Regions from separate parts of the Gossypium hirsutum genome. Here all the other regions are linked to region 1. Evidence: chromatin contacts called from public Hi-C data. All regions are on one chromosome and are shown on one strand. Each heading gives the region's core, a stretch centred on a gene start, on an enhancer-like site or on the middle of the called end of the contact. The rest is flanking DNA. Distances are from core to core; before and after follow the strand shown. Region 1 holds the start of LOC107960059 (O-glucosyltransferase rumi homolog). Region 2 holds the start of LOC107960052. Region 3 holds the start of LOC107940888 (internal alternative NAD(P)H-ubiquinone oxidoreductase A2, mitochondrial).

Region 1 (3,813 bases), core at 513-3,012:
TGTGCACAAGAATTCAAATAAATATCCACCAAAACTAACATGAATTCTAGACCACATCTCTTATATCACCACCATAGCTGCGACTAATGAAAAATTCCAAGATAGATTCAAGATGCTCCATTTGCATAAGCTAGTAGAGAGGAGCACTATACACACACATATCCCAACACATATAGCATGCCAATATATATAAGATTCACATAAACAAGAAAAACACTTTTAGACTTGGGAGTATTTGAACATGAATCATATGGATGACAACTACATAGAGTGACACCAACATAACTCAACATTTCTGCATTCAGGGGTACAGCGTTGTTAAGCTTCGCAACTTGAACATATTTTCACACAATTCATACTACCATCAAATGGTCTACTCAATTTAACATTCTATCTGCACAGAATCATTAACAATTTAGCACCTGGAGCTTAGTCCATAGCAAATTAACTGCAATCCCTGGTATACCCAGATTATTAACAATTTAAGTTATTCATATCATTTTAGGTTTGGGACAATTTTGATTTGGTAACTTGAGGTTTTAAGTTACACGAATGGAGTTAGGTTATGGTAAGTGTAAACACAGATTATGCAGATATGATCTTGTAGTAAAAGTAGACAAATTAGAATCTCAAATGAAGTTGGGAATGAGTGATTCTTACCAACCCCAAAAGGACCAGTCGGGAAAAGGGATGTCAAAGTGAGCCTCAGTTGTACAATACCGGAACAGAGGCAACGGCAAAGACCCATTTTCAACTCTAGCTCTTTCAATGGTAGGCTTATCCATGCAATCAAACATCATATCCACATCAGGGACCATCCCAGGATACTTTTTGATAAGCTGTAAAATTCCCCATAGCGTAAACATCAATCTACTTTGTACACAAGCATAATACAAATCGACAAACAATTTTCCTTCAACAATAACGATACGAAACGCCGCGTGTTCCTTGGCTTCATTTATGTGGTTAACGGATATCCGGGTCTTCATCCATGGTTCAAGATCACGGTAAATGAACTTGAAAAAGTTTGGGCATTGTGGAGGGGTACGAGAGGAGACTAAGCCCCGTCGTTCCTCCTCCTGCCCCTCCGAAGGTTGAGCGCCACCGACGGTGGCGGCGTAGCGACAAGTCAGATAGGAGCATTGGATGATCTTGTAAGCCCGGGAATGTCGGGATTCGTCGGTGAAGTTTTTCGGCGGGAAAAGATGCCACGGCGTCGGCTCTAAATTATGACCCACGATTGTTTTCGTTTGGGAAGCAAAATTATCCACCTAAATCTCCACCGGAAAAAAAAACAGTCAGAACATTGCTGGTTCCATTAGCAGCTGATAAATATTAAAAAAGAAAAAGAAAAAGGAGGTGGACCTTGTAGATGAGGAGGGCGATAAGGGAGAGGAAAGAAAGCGCAACGACGGAGAAGAAGAGATAAGAAGGCGAACGAGGATGTGCAGAGTGAGCCCAGGCGTGTTGTTTCGCCATATTGAAAAGAGCATTTGCAGCGGCTCCCTGCAAATGGTGTTCGCGTCCCCTGCTTTTTGTTTGCTACAAAATACAACGGACGAACATAAGGTTTAAACCATTATTAGTGATTCCTTTTTTTAAGGTAACTTTTTTTAAACTCGCGTTCTCTGTCCGTCTGCCTGTCGTGTGTGTGGAAGGATGGTATTGGGTTTCCCACGTGGATTGAATTTCTTCGCTTCCTCCGAGGCCGCCTCCGAGGCCGTCCATTGTGTTCTGTTTTTAATGGTTTGGGGGTCCTATCCTCCCAATGCCATTGAATTCAATCATAGCTAAAATCAATCATTAAATTTCTTTTGGCAACCATCTGAGTTTAAAATATTATTATATTTTTTTATAAACATAAATTTTTATTCTAATTTGAGGAATTACTTGAATAAGAATAGATTAATAAATTTTTCTTAAAATAGCTTAGTTAATAATTTCAATTTTTCTGGCAACTTGGGATTAAGTATTTGAAGCCCAACTTGGGATGAGAATCGTGACCCAATAATTGATATGGCAAGAGAAAAGGGAGGTGGATGAAATCCCATTAGTTGAATTAAGAGAGTGCTTACAGGGTCAGCCACTACTCTTAAAAAGAATTTTTTAGATACGATGGTGGCAATTGACCTGCTAAAAGGGTGATTTTAGCATTGTCAAAGCACAACCTTTTTTCAGTTTTTGAATGAATAAATTGGATCTCCAAGGAGGAACTTACACATTGATGGGCTAATAACCAAGTCGATACAAACATAGCTATGTTTCTTACTTTTCCATGTAAATTTTCTTCATTTGCTCTATGGGTCTCTCTCCAATCCAACATTATTTTACTTTCTATTTACTTTGAAAAGGCAAATCAAAAATTCTTTTTTGTGAAACAAAATATAACTTTAATATTTTAAACTATTATTTAACCTTAATATTATTTTATTATTTAATATAAATATGGTTAACAAATTTTTACTTTTATAGGTAATTTTTTTCAACATCTGATTAAGAATGAGATATGTGAAATAAAATATTTGATCATGCTCTCAAATCTAATAGCAGTGTCAAGATATTAGTAGTCTTCATTCTCTCATTTTCACTTTCATCTCTAAAATTCAAAGTAAATCTTAAAAAAAAAAACTCCAATGTAAATCTACAAAAATCAATATTGCGGGGAGAATTTTTTAATCGAGCCCGTTCATCTTTAAAAATTTATATTGAGAGAGCATTTTACGTTTTAAAAGCGCAGTGAAAGATTTTAGCGAAAATGCCAATATTTTTGTCTCAATATCAAAATAGAATAATTTGTGATGCATTTTGTACTATATAACTACGTCAGAATAAGTAGAGTTCTTGGCTCAGGTTCCCTTTCTGTTTTTAGTTCTGCGTCTAGTTTATTAAGCTCATCTGCGATATACAATGTTAAGTTAGTATCTTCTTCTGTTTTTCTTCACTTATTGTCTAGTCAGATGTGATTAGTTGATTTGATTGTTGGATATGTTCTTTTTAATGGAATGTGCAGGCAAAACAGTCAAGGGAACATTTGAATGAAGTTACTCACCAAGTTTACTTTGATGTTGAAATTGCAGGAAAACCTGCTGGTATGCTTCACTTTTTCTTACTTTTAAGACCAATTTTGGTAAAGTCTTGCAAATATCGGTAAATCTTTAGGTATTTTGGTAAAAGCTTTTGCTTAAGTGGAGCTCACCCTAGAATTTCCTCCAATATCGTAGGATACGTAATGTGTTGCACCCACCATAGCTTTTGCTTTCTGTTTAGTTTACGTAGCTAAAACATTACTACTGAATTATTGCTCTCAGGTCGAGTCATCATGGGACTCTTTGGAAACATAGTTCCTAAAACAACAGTTATGTTTAGTGTTATGGCTGCATTGCTGTCTTAATCTATCTTTTGGAATTTTCCCATCAATTGTTTTGCTACCAATCAGCCTGAGTTTCTGTTATAGGCAGAAAATTTCCGAACATTGTGCTAATCTCACTGGTCAACTTATGTTAATATGCGTCGGATAGAAACTTAAGAGTCCTGGTAACATAGTCGTCATATACTTGGGACCGTGGGTTTCCATTACAGGGGAAATCTCTCCAGTACAAAGGCAGTACGTTTCATAGGATTATTCCACATTTTATGATACAAGGAGGCGATTTTACACTCGGTGATGGTGGAAATTTGGTGATGAGAATTTCAAGCTGAAGCACACTGGGCCTGGTGAGCCAGCTACATTCCTACTCGTCTTTAACTAGTTTTCAAGGAATGATTTGGAACATCTGTTACAAGCAAAGACTGTTTGTTTCGTTTCGTATAGGG
Region 2 (3,813 bases), core at 839-3,338, 200 kb after region 1:
AGGTAAAATGCATCAGATGACGAATGGTTATATGAAATGGTTGTGTGAAATGTTTACAAGAACTGGTCATATGGAAATATATGTACAAAAGCGTTGTATGAAATAATTATGAAAATGGATAAACAAAATAAGTATAAGTACATGGAATATAATTTATGTTAAGTTTGATATAAGCTATTACCAGAATAAATATACATAAAATATATGGAAATGATGAAGCATAAAATATTGATATAATGAAATGAATGATATATGCTTGTGAAGAAACGGTAAGAGCATGATATATTTCATGACATGTACATATATGATTATCTTTGATATGTTGATACAAGGAAATTATGTAATTGAGACTATTATTAAACTCAAGTGCGACATGTCGAGAAAATAGATATATCAATGTTGAATTTATATGAGATATGTGCAATTATACTAACAATGTTGTTGTTTGATGCTTATACAAGTGCCAAACTGTTGATTGAATGGTAATATATTTATTTTATATGATGCATTGAATCGGTAAGTATTTTAATTTTTTTAAGTGATCTGCAAATGGTAGTAATGCTCCGAAACCCTGTTCTGGCAGCGGATACGGGTTAGGGGTGTTACAAACTGTGAGAGACTCGCGACTATATAAAATCGTGTCTCTAAAGGTTGAAAAAGACGGGGGCAACGAACAAAGTAGAATCAACCCTAGATCTTCCTTATCATACTGAACCTCCATGGCCTCCAAGTTTGAGAGAATTTCTTTAAACACTGTTAAGTGTTCATGTACAGACGCACCCTCCTCCAAACGATGAGCATAAAGACGCTGCTTCATATGCAACTTGCTTGTTAGAGTTTTCGACATACATATTTGTTCTAGCCTCTTCCATAATGCAGCGGCAGTTTTCTCTTTCATCACATCCTGCAAAATTTCGTTGGACAAATGCAGATGTAATTGTGTTAATGTCTTTCAATCCTTACGCTTCTTCTCTTCATCTGTTAATGTCGAAGGAATCTTATCTATCCCTAGAAGGGCATCCTCCAGATCCATCTGTGCAAGAACTGCTTGCATCTTAATTTGCCACAACGCAAATCTGGTGTTGCGATCCAACAATGGAATTTCATACTTCAAAGACGCCATTACCGTGATCGAGATGAATAACCCGGAAGCTCGGATACCAATTTGTGAAAAATAAAATAAAATAAAATAAAGAACACACAAATTTTATATGGAAACCCTTTCAGGAAAAAAATCACGGGCAGAGGAGAAGAAAATTCACTATGTCAAAAAATTTGAATCAAATACAAGAGGAATAGACTATGTCTATTTATAGGCTTGCAAAGCCATATTCTAGTAGGATTGAAACTTCTTATCCTAATCAATATAAAATAGATGGAGTTTAATAAGGTTTTAAAAACCTTATTCTAAAATAAAATAAAAGAAGTCTAGTTCTATATGGATTTTACTTTTATTTTATTTTCCATTGTATTTTATTTAAATAAGAATTTGGGTCACTTAATTCTAACAAATACAATATTTAAATTGAAAATTGAATAACTGTAAAAAATTATTTTATAATTTTTTATATATTTAAGTACAAAAGGAGAGAAATCTTCTAAACTCAAAATACTCTAGGTAATTAAATTTTTATATTTTAATATCTTATGGAAACAAAAAAATAATTATTTAGTACACCACTAGCGGCGAAAAGTTTTAACTACACAAGTAGGATTGAACTTTTGTCATGTATCTCTAAGTAGTATTTAAAAAATTAAAAAATAAATAAAACTTATGACAAACTTTCAAAAAAAACTAAATTTCTATTTTAATAAATGTAGAAAAATTTGAAGATGATGTGAATATATAAAAATGATAATATTTATAATATTTTTTTTGAATGAGTTGACTGGCCTTTTATTAAAAAACCATAAAAATTAATACCCAAAAATTTTGGGCTCAGGTCCACTTGGACTGTTGGACAAACAAATAAACGGAAATGGGCATACAATTTATCTTTTGTAATTAGCCTGTTATTGAAATAAATAAAATTAGAAACAAAATAATGAAGGTAAAAAAGAAATAATTAATAAAAAGGAAACATATTGATATTTCCCAATCAAATCGAACAGCCTGGCCACCTTTAATCCTATCATCTTTTCATGTCAACAGCCGCGTCTGTTCAGAGATAGCTCTTCCCCAAAAAAATTTTCTATGTACCTGCAATATTTGACTACTCCATTTTTCTACCACAACGATTTCAGTTTGGATTTCTTCTCCATCTTCCTTCCGAAACCAGATCTATGTGGTTCAGCGCTTCCCCCACCAAGTATGATTCTTCCCTTTTTTCTAGTGCTTGTTTTGCTAGTTTATGGGCATGAGCATTCTCCGATCTGTGGATAAACTAGAAAGTGATCTCTTGAAGACTAGTTCTTTTACTCTGAATCTCTCTAGTAATCGCTCCAAGTACTGATTTGTCCATATTTGTCGATTGACATGTCTTGATGACTGTTTTCGAGTCTCCCATTATTGTTGCTGAAGTTAAACCTATTGATAATACTAACTTGATGGCATCTAACTCTGCATGAGCTTCTACTGCAAACGGGGATGAGATATTATAATGGAGAGTCGTCTTTGAGGCTTTTAGCTCACCCATCTGGTCCCAAACCACTAAACCCGAAGCCGATCTAGAATTTCTTTTGTTGAAGGCTGCATCAAACTGTATCGTTGTACCTATTGTCGCCCTTATTTGGTTATGAACTCTTTTAGTATTAAAGGTAGGCTTTTTTTATCGTACCCCTTCGAGTTTTACTATGTATCTTCTGATTTTTTGTGACAGATCCTTATCTGAGATAGTTTTTCTTTCATGAACATACTGATTCCGTGAGCTCCAAATGAACCATAAAGCGCAGCAAAAAGTCCAACACTATTCCTTAGTACTCTTTTCAAAAACCTAGGTTAGCCACTCCCAGATATTTTGATTCATATGAGTTGTAACCCAAAAGAGATTAAGGTTTTGCCATACTTCAATGATTGTAGGGCATTGTTTAAAGACATGGTGGCTATCCTCTTCTCCGGAGCAACAACGAGGACATCTGACGTTAGTGGTCACTCGCTTGTGTCTAAGGTTGACTAGTGTAGGCATATAGTTCTAAGAGATCCGTCATATTGTTAATGTAATTTTTTATGGTAGCTGTAAATCCCATAGTTTTCTATAGAAGTCTTTGATTTCGGTCTATATTAAGTAACTATTAATATCTAAGTTAGCATATTGTAATAGTTTATATGCGCCCCGTACTGAATATTCTCTAAAAGGTTCTTCTTTCCACACTTGAAAATCTTCATGGTTAGCTTCTGCAAGAGGGATTTGCAAGATTCTTTGGGCAATTTCTGTTTGAAAGGTATTACTGACTAACTCTGTTTTTCATGTTTTATTTGTGCTATCAATTAGATCCGAGACTAATTGTAGTTCATCATTTTCTTCTCTGTTTTTCCAACCAACTGCTTCAATTTCTGGAATCCAATAATCATTCCATATAAAGATCACATTTCCTCTTCCAACTCTCCAACAAAGTCCATCTCGAAGAAGACCCTTTGCTACCCAAATACTCTTCCAGGTAAATGAAGGTAAATTTCCCAACTGTGCATTTAGAAAGTTCGAATGCGAAAAGTATTTTGCTTTAAGAACTCTGGCCAGTAGAGAATTTGGATAATTAAAAAGACGCCAGCCCTGCTTGGCTAACAACGCAATATTAAATTGACTAAAATTTCGGAAACCCAAACCTCCTTTTTATTTTAAAAAACATATGTTTTTCCAAGAACACTAGTGAATT
Region 3 (3,813 bases), core at 668-3,167, 200 kb before region 1:
ATGTCCTTTCTGGCATCCGCCTCAACAATTGGAATTAAGGAGCTACGAGGGGAGTTACCAGTACAAAAGAAATCATCAAAAGAGTTACAAACCAAAGAGGAATTATCAAGAAGGTTGTTCCGAATACGTACTAAACTCGAAAGATATGTTTAATACTCTTAGAAATCAATAGACAGAGGCTTACAATCATTCATAATTGGAGATAACAGTAGATTAGTAGTATTTATATTAGACATGAAATGAATGATTAAAGTAGAATCAACTTCAATGACCAAATGCCTAATATTTAAGCTCTTAGCAAGTCTAAAGCCGTCACGAAGGGCCCATAAGTCCGCTTCTACGGTAGTCGCAAGTGGAACATGACGAAATGACATATGAGCCAACAATCCAAGAGCCTTTGTGATCCCGGATCACTGCTCCTGCCCCCACGACCTCTTATTTTATGATAATAGTAATACTTGTAGTTTATGGGAAACTTTTTTGCAGGGATTTAAATTGCGGTTGTGGCTGCGTTTTTGGTCGCGTTATGTTTATCGCGGTTACGAACATAATGGATGCTATTGCGGTCACTGCAGGTATTGCGGTTGTGACTTTTTTTAAAATTCACACAACTAATAACTAATAACAAAGTAAAAAAGAAGAAGATATAAACGGGAATAACGAAAAAAATAACGGAAATAACGACTCTTATTACCGCAATTGACCGTTACCCATTAAATTGCAACCACGATCCACTGCTATTGGTGTGACTCCGCTTCACACAGCTATTTCAGCAATAGCGATTTCGGATGGCACCCCAACCGCTATACACCAGCCTCTATTCCACTACCCGACTGCTATTTTAATCCCTGTTTTTTGGTATCCACTATTTCAGACAATGGATAAATCATTTGAATGAGCAATATGGTTAGATTTTTACTTACAGTCTACATCTGTTTTAATCCAGTACACCCAGCAAGCAAACTCATATTGAGGCGGTTTTGAGATGGTCTTATAAACTTCTGTGCCCTCCATTGACTTTAATCCCAGAGGAACACACCTGTTGTCTTTATGTTGTGAAATCTGGTCTCCATCAGTATACTCATGTTCACTGTAAGGAGTATTATTCGTCTTCTGCCTCTGCAACCTTTTAGACTCTTTGTTAGCTATGGAGCTTTCAGGGTGGAATACTTTTATGACCTGAAAATTAAAGCTCATCTAAGAATGTTTGAAAAGGTTTGCCAAAGGCTTACCATCACCTTTTTCTCTTGGTTACATTAATAAATAACCTTTCAAATACACACCAATTGCAACTAATGAAAAGATAAAACAAAGTAAGAGAAAAATGGAAGCAGCAAGAGAGGAGAAAGGAACACAATGCTTAACCATGTTAATTGCCAGGAAGGAGGTATATTAACTACCGACAATTTTGCCAACTATTCCCATCTGACAGAGACTATCCGAGATAATCTGTTGTTGACTTGTAGACTTTAGGACTCAGATGTATTGACCGTGACTTGCCAATGTTTTACTCTCTCTCAGTGAATGGGAATGATGGCATTAGCATTGCCATAGATGACTTGTTTGGTCTGCATCTCCTCTTTCCCACATGTTTCCATAGGAGTCTCTTCTGCAAGTGATGCTTTTTCCTTCTTCACGAAAGTTCAATGGAGTCCCATGATCTAAATGGCACAAATGAGAGGATAGCCAAATTAGTAACATGCTATAGCCTACTTAAAGGTGTAAATGTACTTCAACCATTTCTTTCTAATCACAGTCTAAATGGAGTATGATGCTTCTTTTAGAAAATTTTAGCCCAGTGAGGGAATGGGCTTTTCTATTTGCATGCAAATTTCAACCATCACCTGACACGTGCCACTGAAGTTGACTGAAACTCTCCCATCCCAAATCCCAATACATCCTCCCCCAAAGCAATCTCTCATTGTTTTATGAAAGAAACGTAATCAGGCAGCCATGTTTTGGTATAGGAACTTGATCAAACTATCCACACCTATCAAATCCAAAACCCCCATCACCAAAAATCTTCTACAAGCTTCTTTATCCAACTTCAGCACCGCCAACCAACCCCCTGCCTCGGCTCAGGCTCAGCCATCAGGTCTCGGACCCACCAAGCCACACGACAAACCAAGGGTGGTGGTGTTAGGATCTGGATGGGCTGGTTGCAGGCTAATGAAAGGCTTGGACCCCAAGCTGTATGACATCGTTTGTGTCTCGCCTAGGAACCATATGGTATTTACTCCCCTATTGGCTTCTACTTGTGTTGGGACTCTTGAGTTCAGGTCCGTTGCCGAACCCATTGCGAGGATTCAGCCCTCCATCTCTTCAGCACCTGGATCTTATTTTTTTCTTGCCAATTCTACTGCAGTGGATACTGAAAACCATGAGGTATTTCAACAATATGTCGCCTTTATTGGGTTTAATTAGTTATTATTTCCGTTTTGGGAGAACTAAAATCAAAAGGCATTGACTGTTGGCTGAGTTGAATGTCAATTTAAGGTTGGGAGTCCTTTTATGATTCTAAAATTAGCTTGATTGTTTAAATTTTTGGCTTTGGGCTTTTGGGTATTGAATTTAGTTTAATTTTACTAAAGATTTCTACTTTTTTGAACTAGAGAATAGTGATGGATCGTATGTCTAGATATTGCTTTGTAGAATGCAATTGTTGAATTAAGCTTGTTGGTAGCATTCCCTCACTGTACTCGGAAAGTTCTTTGTTCTTGTTCTGTTTGATGAAAAATAAAATGCAGTAGGAAATTTTGGATTTTTGACCTTTTGATCATGGAATATTTGGTTTTGGGTATTTGAAGGTGCATTGTGAGACTGTTACTGATGGAACCGACACCCTGGACCCATGGAAGTTTAAGATTTCATATGATAAGTTGGTAATTGCATCAGGAGCACAGGCATCGACTTTCGGAATCCATGGTGTGAAGGAACATGCTATTTTTCTGCGTGAAGTTCACCATGCTCAGGAAATTCGGAGGAAGCTACTTCTCAACTTGATGCTATCCGATGTGCCGGGTAATGCCACACTTTGGTTTTTCTACCTGCTGTAATGGAAAATAATTTCTTGAGTATGATTATATGTTTTACCTATTGGTTCGGTGTCGAGGCAGGGCTTCCTGAAGAAGAGAAACGTAGATTGCTGCATTGTGTTGTTGTAGGAGGCGGTCCGACCGGGGTTGAGTTTAGTGGTGAACTTAGTGATTTTATTAGGAGGGATGTTCATGAAAGATACACTCATGTAAAAGACTATATCCATGTCACACTGATTGAGGTTTGTTTCACTACGATATCAGTTTTTCCTCCGTACTGCCATTTATGTAGTTCTTTTGTCTTCTAATATCTTTGTTGAAGCCAGTGCTGGCTTTCTGAACTCTGCCTGGAAACTTGAAGACCTTCTTGAGATTCTTCTTGTGCTCATGCCTTGTTTTAAGTTGCTGAATTGAGGAGATTTGTGAATTATAATAAAATTATTATCTTTTTTTCAGGCTAATGAGATACTGTCTTCCTTTGACGATCGTCTCCGGCGCTATGCAATTAAGCATTTAACGAAGGTAAAAGATGGTTGATTGACGCAAATATTGTTTTAGCTTTCTAACTCCATTGAAGGAGTTTAAATATCTTCTGTTAGGCTGCTGAGAAGAGAGGATTTTATTTTATTTTTTTTATTTCATCAAGTAGTTTTTTCTCAGTCAGGAGTTCGTCTAGTTCGTGGGATTGTGAAGGATGTTAAACCTGAAAATCTTGTCCTCACTGATGGTTCTGAGGTTCCCTATGGATTGTTAGTATGGTCAACAGGTGTTGGTCCTT

Evidence for each region. Hi-C and Micro-C count contacts between places; a contact is called where the count stands out from the background.
Region 2: a Hi-C map of leaf shows a contact between it and region 1, with 2.7 times the contacts expected there. The contact joins the promoter of LOC107960052 here to the promoter of LOC107960059 in region 1. A contact is called at or near these places in 4 of 34 Hi-C or Micro-C datasets (all in leaf).
Region 3: a contact with region 1 is called in a Hi-C map of leaf, with 2.3 times the contacts expected there. The contact joins the promoter of LOC107940888 here to the promoter of LOC107960059 in region 1. A contact is called at or near these places in 4 of 34 Hi-C or Micro-C datasets (callus and leaf).

What each region holds. Positions count from the first base shown.
Region 1 is chrA07:18,833,968-18,837,780 of Gossypium_hirsutum_v2.1, reverse strand. It overlaps LOC107960059 (O-glucosyltransferase rumi homolog), which reads right to left and starts at 1,762. Exons shown (of 6, transcript XM_016896266.2): 1 at 1,366-1,762; 2 at 661-1,271. The coding sequence starts at 1,479.
Region 2 is chrA07:18,632,120-18,635,932 of Gossypium_hirsutum_v2.1, reverse strand. It overlaps LOC107960052, which reads left to right and starts at 2,088. Exons shown (of 6, transcript XR_005930454.1): 1 at 2,088-2,309; 2 at 2,820-2,937; 3 at 3,020-3,107; 4 at 3,332-3,381; 5 at 3,523-3,597.
Region 3 is chrA07:19,033,509-19,037,321 of Gossypium_hirsutum_v2.1, reverse strand. It overlaps LOC107940888 (internal alternative NAD(P)H-ubiquinone oxidoreductase A2, mitochondrial), which reads left to right and starts at 1,917. Exons shown (of 9, transcript XM_016874351.2): 1 at 1,917-2,385; 2 at 2,808-3,021; 3 at 3,117-3,277; 4 at 3,492-3,557; 5 at 3,696-3,813. The coding sequence starts at 1,954. LOC121232186 (a long non-coding RNA gene) reads right to left here and starts at 1,398. Exons shown (of 3, transcript XR_005930458.1): 1 at 924-1,398; 2 at 695-848; 3 at 1-569.